Linked DNA regions of Macaca mulatta: region 1 is linked to region 2. Evidence: chromatin contacts called from public Hi-C data. All regions are on one chromosome and are shown on one strand. The core of a region is the stretch at or near the end of the contact, and the rest is flanking DNA. Distances in the headings are between cores, read along the strand shown.

Region 1 (6,404 bases), core at 485-2,984, 810 kb after region 2:
GTTTGTGTCATGTAATTTAGATCAAGGTCTTTAAATAATTGCCGAAGCATTTTAAATGCTCCATGTAAAGCATCCTCATGTTGTTCAATGAGACCCTGCACTGGTCCACAAAGAACTACACAGTGTGGTATAAATGTACACGTGCCAATCAAGCCAAGATGAACATATCTTTTGGATCTGAGGATAAGAGGTTTACAAAATTTCACCAAAGCAGTGTTAGATATTTCACACTGTGAAAAGGCCTGTGGTGGTACAAATGGAGAAAGACCAATGATCCTCCGGATAAGAGAAACTTCTTCTGATGATAAACACTCAACCACTGATATGCCATTCACCCCTGCATAATAAATAACTAAATCTGGTTGTTTCACACTAGATAGGAGCAATTTTACATTCTGACTACGTAGATGTTTCATTATTGCTTTTGTCTTTTCCATAATCCAAAATTGAGATGTTTGAAACTGTGCTTCTGAATTTAGAATAAACTCTGACCCAGAAGTGGAAAAAAGAGGCTTAATGGTTTCTGTTACTATCACCATTCGTATGTCACCATCTGCTGGGCAGTACACAGAAAAATCTTTCTGAAGCACAAGACCAGCTATGATCCTGGAATCTGAAACAGGAAGGCCAGTGACACCAACATTCAACTCTACAAAATAGTCATCCACTAACTCAAACACATCAATCCCAGTTTTACAAGTCATACACTTGAAAAAGTAGTCACACATCAACTGTGAAATAAATTTGTGATTATTTCTTCCCACTCTTCCACAAAAGTATGCTTCTAAGAGCAACTCTAAAGAGCTCCTACACAATGTTCTCTCTTTAGCAGATGAAAAGATAGACAAAAAGTGTCTACTTAGGTACTGGTCCATAATACCGTCTAATATTTGTGTCTGAAACGTTACGAGAGCCTGGGAAATAAATTTCCACTGACAACAATTTTTCCAATGCCTTCCATGGGTTTGAATGTTTTCACACATCAAAGGATCCTTTTCTCTGTCTGTGACTGCATGAAGTCCTCTAAGCAAATGGCAAAGAAAGATAATAAATGTTTTTGCACCATCTCCTGTTTTTTTGAGATGACTGGAAACACAGTCCACTATCATCCTGTACAAAAAAGAAATAAAGCAACTCATTTTCAAAAGGCCAGCTTCCCACATTTTAAATTAAAATCATGTTTACACAGCCATAAGTATAAAATGCGAATATTGTTCCTTTGATACATCCTTAGTTTTTTCCTTTCTTGGAAAAAATTGTGCTCTATTCTCAGATTCTACGGTTGGGTGGAGTGGGGAGAAGTGGTCTTGGGAATTGATAAGATTTGGGGTAAAGGAGTGTTCCCTTGGGCAGGGCTCTAATTCCGAGCAGACAGTGGTTTCACCCGAGGTCAGTCTTTCCAAGTACGTATAGCCTCAGGATGGGACAAGAGGTCCACAGAGGCTGCCTGGGGTGCCCAGCTACAGGCTAGCGTGTGGGACGCGGGTACCTGGCTATGGGATGCTGTAAGTGTAGCGCCTCCAGGAGGCGGCCTCCATTCCGGCTGAGAAGCACCTCGCCAGTCGGCTTCGTACACAAAACCTGCCGTCCCTCGGGCCCCATGCAGCAGCTTACGATGGCTTCCAGCACCTCGGCCACCTGCAACGCCGCCTTCAAAGACCCTGTGGCGGCCATAGAACTTAGCATCTGGGCCGCTTCCCCTTTTTGGCCTGCTTGCAGAACACCGGGGCCGACCGAAAAAAGGGGCGGGAACGGCCGGAAACGGAATAGGCGGGGAGAAAACCCGGAAGCCGGTAACACGGCTTCTTGGTTGGGCGAGAGGGCTGCCCTTCTGTCCGCTTGGTGGAAAAGCCCCGCAGCTTTGCCAGGTGGGGTGAGCTGCCCTGTTGTCTGCGAAGGCAGTTAAAAAGACTAGGATTTCCAGCAGCTGTACCAGGAGCGGCAACCCTAAGCCCTTCCCCGACTCCCTAGGTGAATTCATTTCCCTCCAGTGGCGTCCGCTGCCCCCAAATCCCTTAGTCTCCCGAGAAACTTTCTTCCAAAGGCAGCACGGTATTGGGGCCTGCGCGAAGGAGAGGGCACCCCAGTTGGAATTCAGCTGGCTTTCATCCCCTGCCAGAAGCTGCTTGTTCCGGGGCAAAACCTCTGCCTTGGATTCACGCATGTTCTGTCCACATTCTCCAGGAATTGGTCTCCTTACCGTCACGGAAATAATTTGTAGATGCAGGACAGGTGAGGAGAGCCTAGCTACAGCCATGAATTGCAGGCTTTATGTCCGCTGCAGAGGCTTTACCACATTTCCTTGACTCAGGTATCACAATAAAACTCTAGACACCACAGAGATATTAAGCAGAAATGATGCGAAGATTCCATTTATTTATTTATTTTTTGAGATGGAGTCTCGCTCTGTCACCCAGGCTGGAGTGCAGTGGCGCAGTCTCGGCTGACTGCAACCTCCGTCTCCCGGGTTCAAGCGATTCCCGTGCCTCAGCCTCCCAAGTAGCTGGGATTACAGGCATACGCCACTGTGCCCGGCCAATATTTGTATTTTTAGTAGAGATGGGGATGTCACCATGTTGACCAGGCTGGTTTCGAACTCCTGACCCGAATGATCCACCTGCCAGGGCCTTTCAGAGTGTTGGGATTACAGGCATGAGCCACCGCACCAGGCCGATGTGAAGATTTAAATCCATTAGTCACGTTGGTGATCAAGAGTATGCTTTAAAACACATGGCCAAGGATTAGTGTATATAATCCAAAGACAGAAAATACTGTCTCTTATATTACAACCCTTTTTTTTTTTTTTTTTTAAGAGACGAGGTCTCACTCTGCCGCCCAGGCTGGAGTGCAGTGGCGCCATCATAGCTCACTGCAGCTCCAAATTCCTGAGCTCGTGATCCTCCTGTCTTAGCCTTCAAGTCGCTTTGTGCCTCACTACACCCGGTTATTTTCTTTTTTAGTAGCGACAGGCTCTCCCTATGTTGCCCAGGCTGATCTTGAATTCCTGGCCTCAAGTGATCCTCCAGACTTGGCCTTCTAAAGTTTTAGGATTACAGGCATGAGCCACCTTGCTTGGCCTAAAACACAGGCACTTGAGAGTATGGGCTTTGGATTCAGACCTGGGTTTGCTCTGTCATTTCCTTACCTGTGGCATTTACCAAGCATCCTCTTTGACCTCTGCTTTTCTCATCTTTAAAAACAATAGGCCTGGTGCGGTGGCTCATGGCTGTGATTCCAGCACTTTGGGAGGCCGAGGCAGGTGATCACAGGAAGCCAAGAGTTCAAGACCAGCATGGCCAACATAGCGAAATCCCGTCTCTACTAAAAACACAAAAATTAGCTGGGCATGGTAGTGCATGCTTGTAATCCCAGCTACTCTGGAGGCTGAGGCATGAGAATCGCTTGAACTCGGGAAGGGAGGTTGCGGTGAGCGGAGATCGCACCACTGCACTCCAGCCTGGGCGACAGAGCGAGACCTTGTCTCAAAACAAAACAATCCCCGCCAAAAAAAACAATGGAGATAATATATATAAAAAAAAAATCTCAAAAGGTTTTGAGGAGCTCTGGAGAATGTTCACTAAACACTTTGCATAGTGCCTGGCATAGTCAGCACTCAACATTCAAATACTTATATTACACCTGTTTCAGGAAAAGGGTCCCAATCCAGACCCCAAGAGAGGGTTCTTGGATCTCATGCAAGAAAGAATTCAGGGCGAGTCCATAAAGTGAAAGCAAGTTTATTAAGAAGAATAAAATAATGGTTACTCCACAGGCAGAGCAGCCCCAAGGGCTGCTGGTTGCCCATTTTTATGGTTATTTCTTGATGATATGCTAAACATGTTAGGGGTGGATTATTCATGCCTCCCCTTTTTAGACCATATAGCGTAACTTCCTGACATTGCCATGACATCTGTAAACTGTCATGGCGCTGATGGGAGTGTAGCAGTGAGGAAAACCAGAGGTCACTCTCGTGGCCATCTTGGTTTTGGTGGGTTTTAGCCAGCTTTACTGCAACCTGTTTTATCAGCAAGGTCTTTGTGACCTGTATCTTGTGCCAACCTCCTATCTCATCCTGTGACTTAGAATGCCTTAATCGTTTGGGAATGCAGCCTAGTAGATCTTAGCCTCATTTTACCCAGCTCCTATTCAAGATGGAATTGCTCTGGTTCAGACACCTCTGACACACCCACCAAATTACTGTGGTAGGTCACCACTCTCCTGGTTTATTATTCCCACAAGTGATATTTTGTGAGATGCAGAAGATTCAACTAGCATAACAGCACAACATACATCATCTAGAGTAGAAACATGCCAATATTAGCAAGAAAGTGATCTTGTAGATGTTTCACTGAGGTTGGACAATGAGGGGCCCGTTTTCCTTAATCCTTATTGCTATGAACAAGATAGGAGGAACCGGCAGGCCCTCCCATCTTTTTCTCCCCAATTAATCAAACCAAACCAAATGACAGCCAGAAGCAATTGGACCCTGAGCAGAGAGAAGAAAGGAGGGTGGGGGAAAACCAGAGAGGAATGATGCCTCGGAACTCATCTGATGTTGACTTGGTATAGACTAATAGGTGATCTGAGGGGGGTAAAAAAAAAAAAAACCCTTTCATATGGATTTCGTGTATGTTTAATAGTAGGGTTTTTTTTCTGGTGCTACTCGGGTTACATTACTCAATATAGATTCAAGCAGTGGATTATATTCCTGACATTTAGAAGTGAAGTGCTATTAGAGTTCTATTTAAGTGTACTATGGAGATACAGATTCAAACTTGTGTTTTTACTCTTAAAGTAACAGTGGGCTACCACTCTTACTCTGTAGCTTTTGGAGACATTCAACCTCTCTGAGCCTCAGCGTCTTCATGTATAAAATCTGGCTAACTTCCTCTTAAAGTTCTCATAGAGGATTCGAGAAGAATGAATATAAAGCACCAAGCAAAGCATACTTCAGGGATTCTCACTGTTGAATCCCTTTCAAGTCCTTTGCCATCCTTTGCAGCTATCCCTATCCCCCTAAAAGGGGAGATTAAAACAAATTAGCACTAATTTAGTCACCATATTGTATTAAAAGTCACTTGATCACCGTTTGCTTTTTTTAAAAATTTTATTTAGAAGCCTACTTGTAGAAGTTAGCATAATTTTACAGATTATTAGAAAAATTCAATTCTTTTCTCTCTGCAAACAGTTATAATAGGTTAGGAATAATAGATTAGAAATGTACTACATTACAAAACAGTAGCCTATAACTATCTGTACATTTACTGTGCACCTTAAGGAAAAGAATTTGACAGTGTGCTGTACTTACACTGCAGGTAACATATTTTTATTCTATCACACAAAACTGACCAGTGGTAGTGCTTGTATTTATAAATGGCCATTAAACAGAATATTTAAACTCAGATGTATATTTAGCATGCTAAAAAGTGAAAAAAATTTCAGCTGAAGTTCTGTGGCTCATCAATTCAAATGTTTCATGACATTTTTTTCTTTAAATGAAAAATTTTGATATTGTAAAACAAATTACATAATGCAAAAAGATATTTTCTAAATTTTTAGAAAGAATATTCACATTCATTTTGTCATGGGTTTCGTGTGGCTCTTGTAAATATATTAATCATATTAAGACGACACTGGTCCTATACAATTTTAACAGTCCATCTTCAATTAAAAACTGTAATAAAAATAAACAGTATGTAAAGAGTAACAAAAAGTAAATTAAATATACTAAACTCACACAACAGGTAGAATAAAATGAAACCAAATTACATAATGGCAGGTTATACATTTTAAAGAATCTCTTTCCACTTAGTCAAATAAGATAGAAACTGAAATGTAAACTTACTGATTTCTGTGGGATTTTCTCCACTGGTTCAAATTGGAAAATTTGATATAAATCTAGTATTTTATTTCTGTACATTTAATGTGATTCAATATAATCTGCAGTCTCATGTATGGCTTATCAATAATGCCATCATCACTGTATGTCAAACAGAAAACCTCACTGCTTACTAGAAATGCTAAACACTGGAAAAAATGGAATTTTATACATTTGTTTTCTTAAATTTTGACAGATATTCTTCAAAAAGTTAAAACTGCCTTCCACAAAATTTTGTGTGTATATGGCACAAGTTAACAGCCAAAAAGTGTGAAATCCATCGAAAAGGCACTGTTAACAATACTCAGAATAATCTGACAAGTCTACATCAATGTCTGAGTAAAGAATAGGTAAATAGACAAACCTTATAAAAGATAGCATTATTGTTTAAATATAGCTATATAAAAAGAAATAAAGTGACACACAGAAATGACCCTTTTATGACAATTAAGCCTATAAACACCTTGAATCATATTATAGTTCTGTAACACAAAAAAATGACAAAAATATTTTCTTAAAGGCACAA
Region 2 (5,926 bases), core at 1,576-4,075:
AACTGAAGATCTCAATGCCATTTTGTTTAGTATTTTAAATACAATTAACCTTTCTGACTTTCCTGGAGTGTATGGAACCTGGGTGTATGTGTTTGTATACAACTTCTGAAAGAGGATTCTAGTTTATCTTTCAGTTAATAATCTCGAGTAATTCTAGATTTTCCTAAGCGTTTTGAGTGCCTTATTTCCACATGCGTTTCATAACTATAAAAGGTAGAATCTGTATTATTCTCATTTTATAGAAGATAGTCTAAAAAGGCTAAGTGACTTGCCTAAGGGAACACAAAGCTGACTCAGCCTGGGACTCCTTTCACTACAAGAAAATGCCTAAGGGCCATAAATTATCTTCTGAATCATGTATTTAAAAAACGTGGTACTGAATTTTAAGAACTCCTTAAATTCAACAGCTATACTCTAATTCAGTTATACTAAAAGGTATGCTCCATAGACTTTCAGTATCAGTATAAACTGTTAAGTCTGTCAGAAATGCAATTATTGGGCCCCACTCCAGACCTACTGAATCAGAATCTCTTCGACAAGGGACAGAAGTCTGTGTTTTACCATGCTCAACAGGAGACTCTTAAGCACAGTAAAATTTGAAAAGCAGGGCATTACCCTATGTTATCAACCTCAGGTAAACTTTCTGCTTATACTCACATCCACTTTTCTATTTCTATTTCTGGTTCAAATCACAGACAATTGGCTAGTCTAAGGATTCTCCAATGTCCTTTAAAGAACACAAATTCCACAAAAGTGATTACTTGTGTATTATATACATTTTTTTTTTTTAAGACAGGGCCTCGCTCTGTCACCCAGGCTGGAGTGCAGTGGCTCCATCCCAGGTCACTGCAGCCTGGACCTCCTGGACTCAAGCGATCTATTCTCTTGCCTCAGCCTCGCAAGCAGCTGGTACTACAGGCATGTGCCATAATGTCTGGCTAATTTTTGTTTTTTTTGTTTTTTTTTTTTTTTTGGTAGGGAAAGGGTTTTGCCATGTTGCCCAGGCATATCTCCTGGGCTCAAGCAATCCCCCCTCCTCAGCTTGCCAAAGTGCTGGGATTACAGGCATGAGTCACTGCAACTGGTTACTTGCAATGCTTCCCTGACCAAGTCCCTATCCAATTTAAACACTTCAAAGGCTACGGATCAATTTTTTCAAAGTTCCCACTACAATCTCAGACAAAAAATTGACAAAAGAAATACACAGGAGTTTCACAATTAAGGAAGGCCCAAAACATGTGAAAAGATACGCAACCTCATAGGTGATCAGAAAATGCAAATTAAAACTGCAACCAGATCCCATTTCATACCTACCAAAATGACAGAAATTCAAAATTCAGGTAACATCATGTATTCATATGAATGTAAGGCAATGAGAACTTTCGTCCACTGCTAGTGGGAACAAAACTGACACTAGCACTTTGGAAAAAAGTTAGCATTACTTACACACACCCTACACTTCAGTAATTCCAATCCTATGTTCACAACCTAAAGAAACCCTTGAACATGTTAACCAGAAGACATGTACAAAGATGTTTTAGCAGTACTGTTTATAATTGCAAGCAATAGGAACAATCCAAATGTCCACCGATTGTAAAATGAAAAAAAAAACTGGGGTATAGTCATACAAGGAAACACCACATAACAGTGAAAAGACTAAAACTACACCTACAAGTATCACCCTGTTTGAAAAACAAAGCTAAATCTAAGACACAGAAAAATGCATACGGTCCACTTTCATGTATATAAAATTTAAAAAGAGGCAAAATTAAGCCACTTCGTGACTACAAGAAGAGGAACAGAATGCAACGCAATTCAGAGTGGTTACTTGTGACAGGAAAAGAGAATATGATCTGAGAAGTGCACGTAAGGGTTTGAGGGGTATGGTAATGCTCTATTTTACTTAACAGTCTGAATGCTAGTTTCTTGCATGGTTTTATTAAACTATATATAAGTTGTATCCTCTGCTATGTACGTTACATAATCATTTAATGAGCAACAACGAAGAAACCTTGAAAACTTTCCCAATGCATCTAAATTGAGAGTTCAATGTTTTTAACACTTCTATGAGCCTGGTTGAACAGATCCCCAGGCTATTTCTGACTTCTCTGTCATTCATACTGAAGAAAACGGGTAAAACCAGACCACAACGCAGGAGTTAACAATTAAAAGGTAGCACAACCTAAAGAGCAAGGGCTGTGTCGTCTAGTATTTTAGCAATCTGACAAACAGGAATTGATAAATCTTTCAAACTGTCTTTACTGACAAACTAGAGCTAAGGACATGTCAGATAGCTCCTTTCCCCATATCTCACCCCATTATCAGGGTCGACTCCTGTATATCAGAACTACCTGCTCCCACCTCACCCTATTCCTCATTCCGTCAATGACTTTCAGTCCCCTGCAGGCTACAGGGTTCCGCGGCGCCCTCGGCATTTTCTTAATAATCTTTTACAGAAGACGTATTCAGCAACGGCTTCGCTTTGGGGACCCTTTAGCAAAAGGAATGAATTAGGAACACGTGGGTGGCACCATATCGGCCAGTCGTTCCTGTGGGCCCAGCCAATAATCTTATCAGCGATTATTGTGGTACTTAAATACACAGTACAGGCTCCAGGTGGTTTTATAAGTCCACAAGCAATGAGAAAAAAAAACATCGCAACTCAACGTCCACAAACCCCAGCCTTCGGTTCCCACATAACATCACCTTGGTTCTCCGGCTTTGTCTTCTGGTTACGAAATTCACTTTTTCCAGCCCCTTTTTCTCGCCGCTCTAAAGAGGGAGACGCCATTTTCAAGCTGCTTCCGGTGACGCCGGAAATGAAACTGTTCTTAAATCCTACCGGCTAAAATGCCTACACTCAAAATGAGTTCCGCGGAACTCAGACGAGGAGATCTGCGCAGTTTTCCGTGCGTACGTGCGTTAAAGCCCGCGCTTTTACACACACCGGAGGTTCTCCTACGTGGCCAATGAAGAGCTGGAGACTTTCTCCCAGTATGCACTGCAACCATGGCGTTTGCGTACTGGGACTTGTAGTTTAGCAGGCGGTATAGGCAAATTGGACACTGTGTTATCCGCAGTTTCCTCGTGGCCTCACGGGCTAACCTGGACCACCGGAGTGCGACCAGCCTGTCATTGATGTCATTCATTCTTTCGATAAAAATTTATATGTTGGCCAAATATGCGCTAGATGTTGGGAGGAAGCACAAATATGAGAATACAATGTATATTGGGCCTCCGCTGTAAGAAGTGACAGGAATAGCTACTATTTATTGTGAGAATGCTTTGTTGCAGTACTTTATTTACATTATTTCTAATTTTAAAAACAATGACCAAATTAAACTTTCCAAAGTTGTTTATGATGGTAATCTTCCCGAGTGTTGGTATTTCTCTTTCTAAGTCAGAGGGATGGTAATTCAACATTCTGACGTTTCAGAAGTATTTCAACTAGCCTAAGATTTCTCAAAATCTCTACTCGTTTTCTACCCCCAACATTGCATAGGGCTAAGGTGTGTAGAGAGGTTCATCACTGACTACAAATAACTACACTTTTAGAAGTATAAAAGTTCTTTGACATGCCAAAGACAAGATTTTTTAAAATTATTGATTTTATTGCTTGCATTTCTAAAATTTTCTGCAGCAAATAGGGAAAGTCTTTGATAGGTTAAATTCCTTGCATTAGTGAAATACACGTTTGTCTGATAAATCCACTCTCGTGTATCTTATACAAAAATTTAGGTTTTCATATATGAGATCCATGTATGAAACAGATTGTTACATATGGACAGAAGAACCCAAACGACAGAGCAAAGGTTTTTTGCTTTTATCCTGTGCGTTTTATAAATGACAGGGATTTTATCTCTGTTCTTTTAATTTCCTCAAAAAAATAATGATAAATCCCTAAAATAGAACAAATAGCAACAGGTTAAAGTTATAAAGTGAAGAGTACACCTCATGAAGCAGGTTTTTATCATCCTTATTTTAAGTAACTCAATCACTAATAAGTGAAAGGCCCGTCTTCAAGTCCAGGCAGTTTGACCTAGCAGCTTCAGGGGGCTACTATTCATTAGGAGCTTCAAAAGTGTTAGAAAGAGGGCTGATAGGGGTGAAGGGGAGGGAATAGTGTAGAAGTAATATTTGTGTTAAAAGCCCTTTATTTTCTAGCAAAATTTTCTACATAGGCTTTTATTCCCATTTACATATATATTTTTAATCTTAGTATTGCTCTTATTTGAGAAATATTGAGAATATGATGGAGATGGGAAAATGAAAACCCACCGATCCTTTTCTTGTCAATATTGAGTCTGTTTGTAAAACCCAACCTTTTAATTACCATACTATGCAGAGCTCAGGGTTCATCTTTCCCTTTTTGAAATTTTTACATTTTTTTTCCAAATCATTACTGAAAGGGGTGTAAAAACATAGATAATAATTGAGTTCTAAGATTCTCTAAGGTCTTCTAGACCTCCTATTATAGATGACACCACACTAAAACTGTCCTGTCTGCTTTCCAAAGGAAAAGATTCATCAGGCTCCTGCAATAAGTTATTTCAATATTAAATGATTCTTTCCCTTGCCTAATTCAAAAGCCCTCACGTTGTCAACCAACTGAATATACAATATAAAAACAATATATGATTGGAAGTTAAGTGAATTTTTTTTAAAAGTCTGTTATTTGCCTTCCAGAAGCCAATAATCTAATACAAGTTATATCACAGGAACAGGGAGTTATCTTACATATAGGATATAAAAACTTTTACTAAAAAATAAATCCTGCAACAAAAATCACTAATTTAAAAATATTATAATTACTAATAATCATATACTGAAGAGTATATATAATTATACAGTGCTTTTTCCTCTGTGATAATATGAGATAAAAATATAGCAAGATATTAATTTGATGCTAGTAGTTATAAGAAGTAATGTATAAAAATTAAATGAATAGAAAAATAATTGCGTAAGACTGAGAGGCTGAAGCTTTTCCTTAGTACACATACATTTTTTTTCAGTTTTAAAACAGACTCTGATGCTTCAATACTGTTACTCATTAACTGAATTTTCATATTTTGGCTTGACAAGCAGGAATGGCACATATGTATACTACTAAAAATTAAAATTGACAGTCAAATTGAATGAGGACAATGTTTCAACAATTTGGTTAGACTATGTGTTAAGCAGTTTTGAAGAAAAATTTTAAAATAAACATGGTATGGAATAAATAAATTCGGAAATTAATTCGACTAGTTCTTCTAAGAATTAAACATTATAACCACAATATTACATATGAATGGTTTAAACTTTTAAAACCTCTAAACAATAGTTTCCACATGTGGGAACTATTTGCTCTAGATTCCTTACTTTGGAAAAGAGCAGATCTAACTTCAACATCTTCCAAAAATTCATTAGAATTGAAAGAACAATTTAATTTTAAATAAATATTGAATAATAACTAAATACTGTAAATATTTATTGAATACATATTGAAACTAAATATTGAAAAATCTCCTAAAATCACCTTAAAAGACTATAAACTCAAAAGTGATTATCAAAATGATAGTGTCCAAATTTTCATCTCATTTTCAGTGATTCACTGATTATAAAGTATTCAAAATAATAATTTAAAATTTAAAATGATGAGAAATAGGATACGAAAAATAAAGGATATAAGAGAGAGGGGGCAAAATATTCACAAAACATTTAATGGTTGATTACAATAATATTCAAGGTGATAAAAAGATGTAAGCAATTCCATTGAAAAATAAGGAAAGGCCGAGAGCAGTGGCTCATGCCTGTAATCCCAGCACTTTGGGAGACCAAGGCAGGCGGATCACGAGGTCAGGAGATTGAGGCCATTCTGGCTAACATGGTGAAACCCATCTCCACTAAAAATACAAAAAATTAGCCGGGCATGGTGGCACGTAAC

Evidence for each region. Hi-C and Micro-C count contacts between places; a contact is called where the count stands out from the background.
Region 1: a contact with region 2 is called in a Hi-C map of liver, with 4 times the contacts expected there. The contact joins the promoter of BBS10 here to the promoter of KRR1 in region 2. A contact is called at or near these places in 3 of 14 Hi-C or Micro-C datasets (fetal cortex germinal zone, fetal cortical plate and liver).

What each region holds. Positions count from the first base shown.
Region 1 is chr11:83,497,809-83,504,212 of T2T-MMU8v2.0, forward strand. It overlaps BBS10 (Bardet-Biedl syndrome 10), which reads right to left and starts at 1,735. Exons shown (of 2, transcript XM_015152340.3): 1 at 1,615-1,735; 2 at 1-1,110. The coding sequence starts at 1,109. OSBPL8 (oxysterol binding protein like 8) reads right to left here. Exons shown (of 24, transcript NM_001260879.2): 24 at 5,118-6,404.
Region 2 is chr11:82,682,538-82,688,463 of T2T-MMU8v2.0, forward strand. It overlaps KRR1 (KRR1 small subunit processome component homolog), which reads right to left and starts at 2,826. Exons shown (of 10, transcript NM_001265714.1): 1 at 2,707-2,826. The coding sequence starts at 2,791.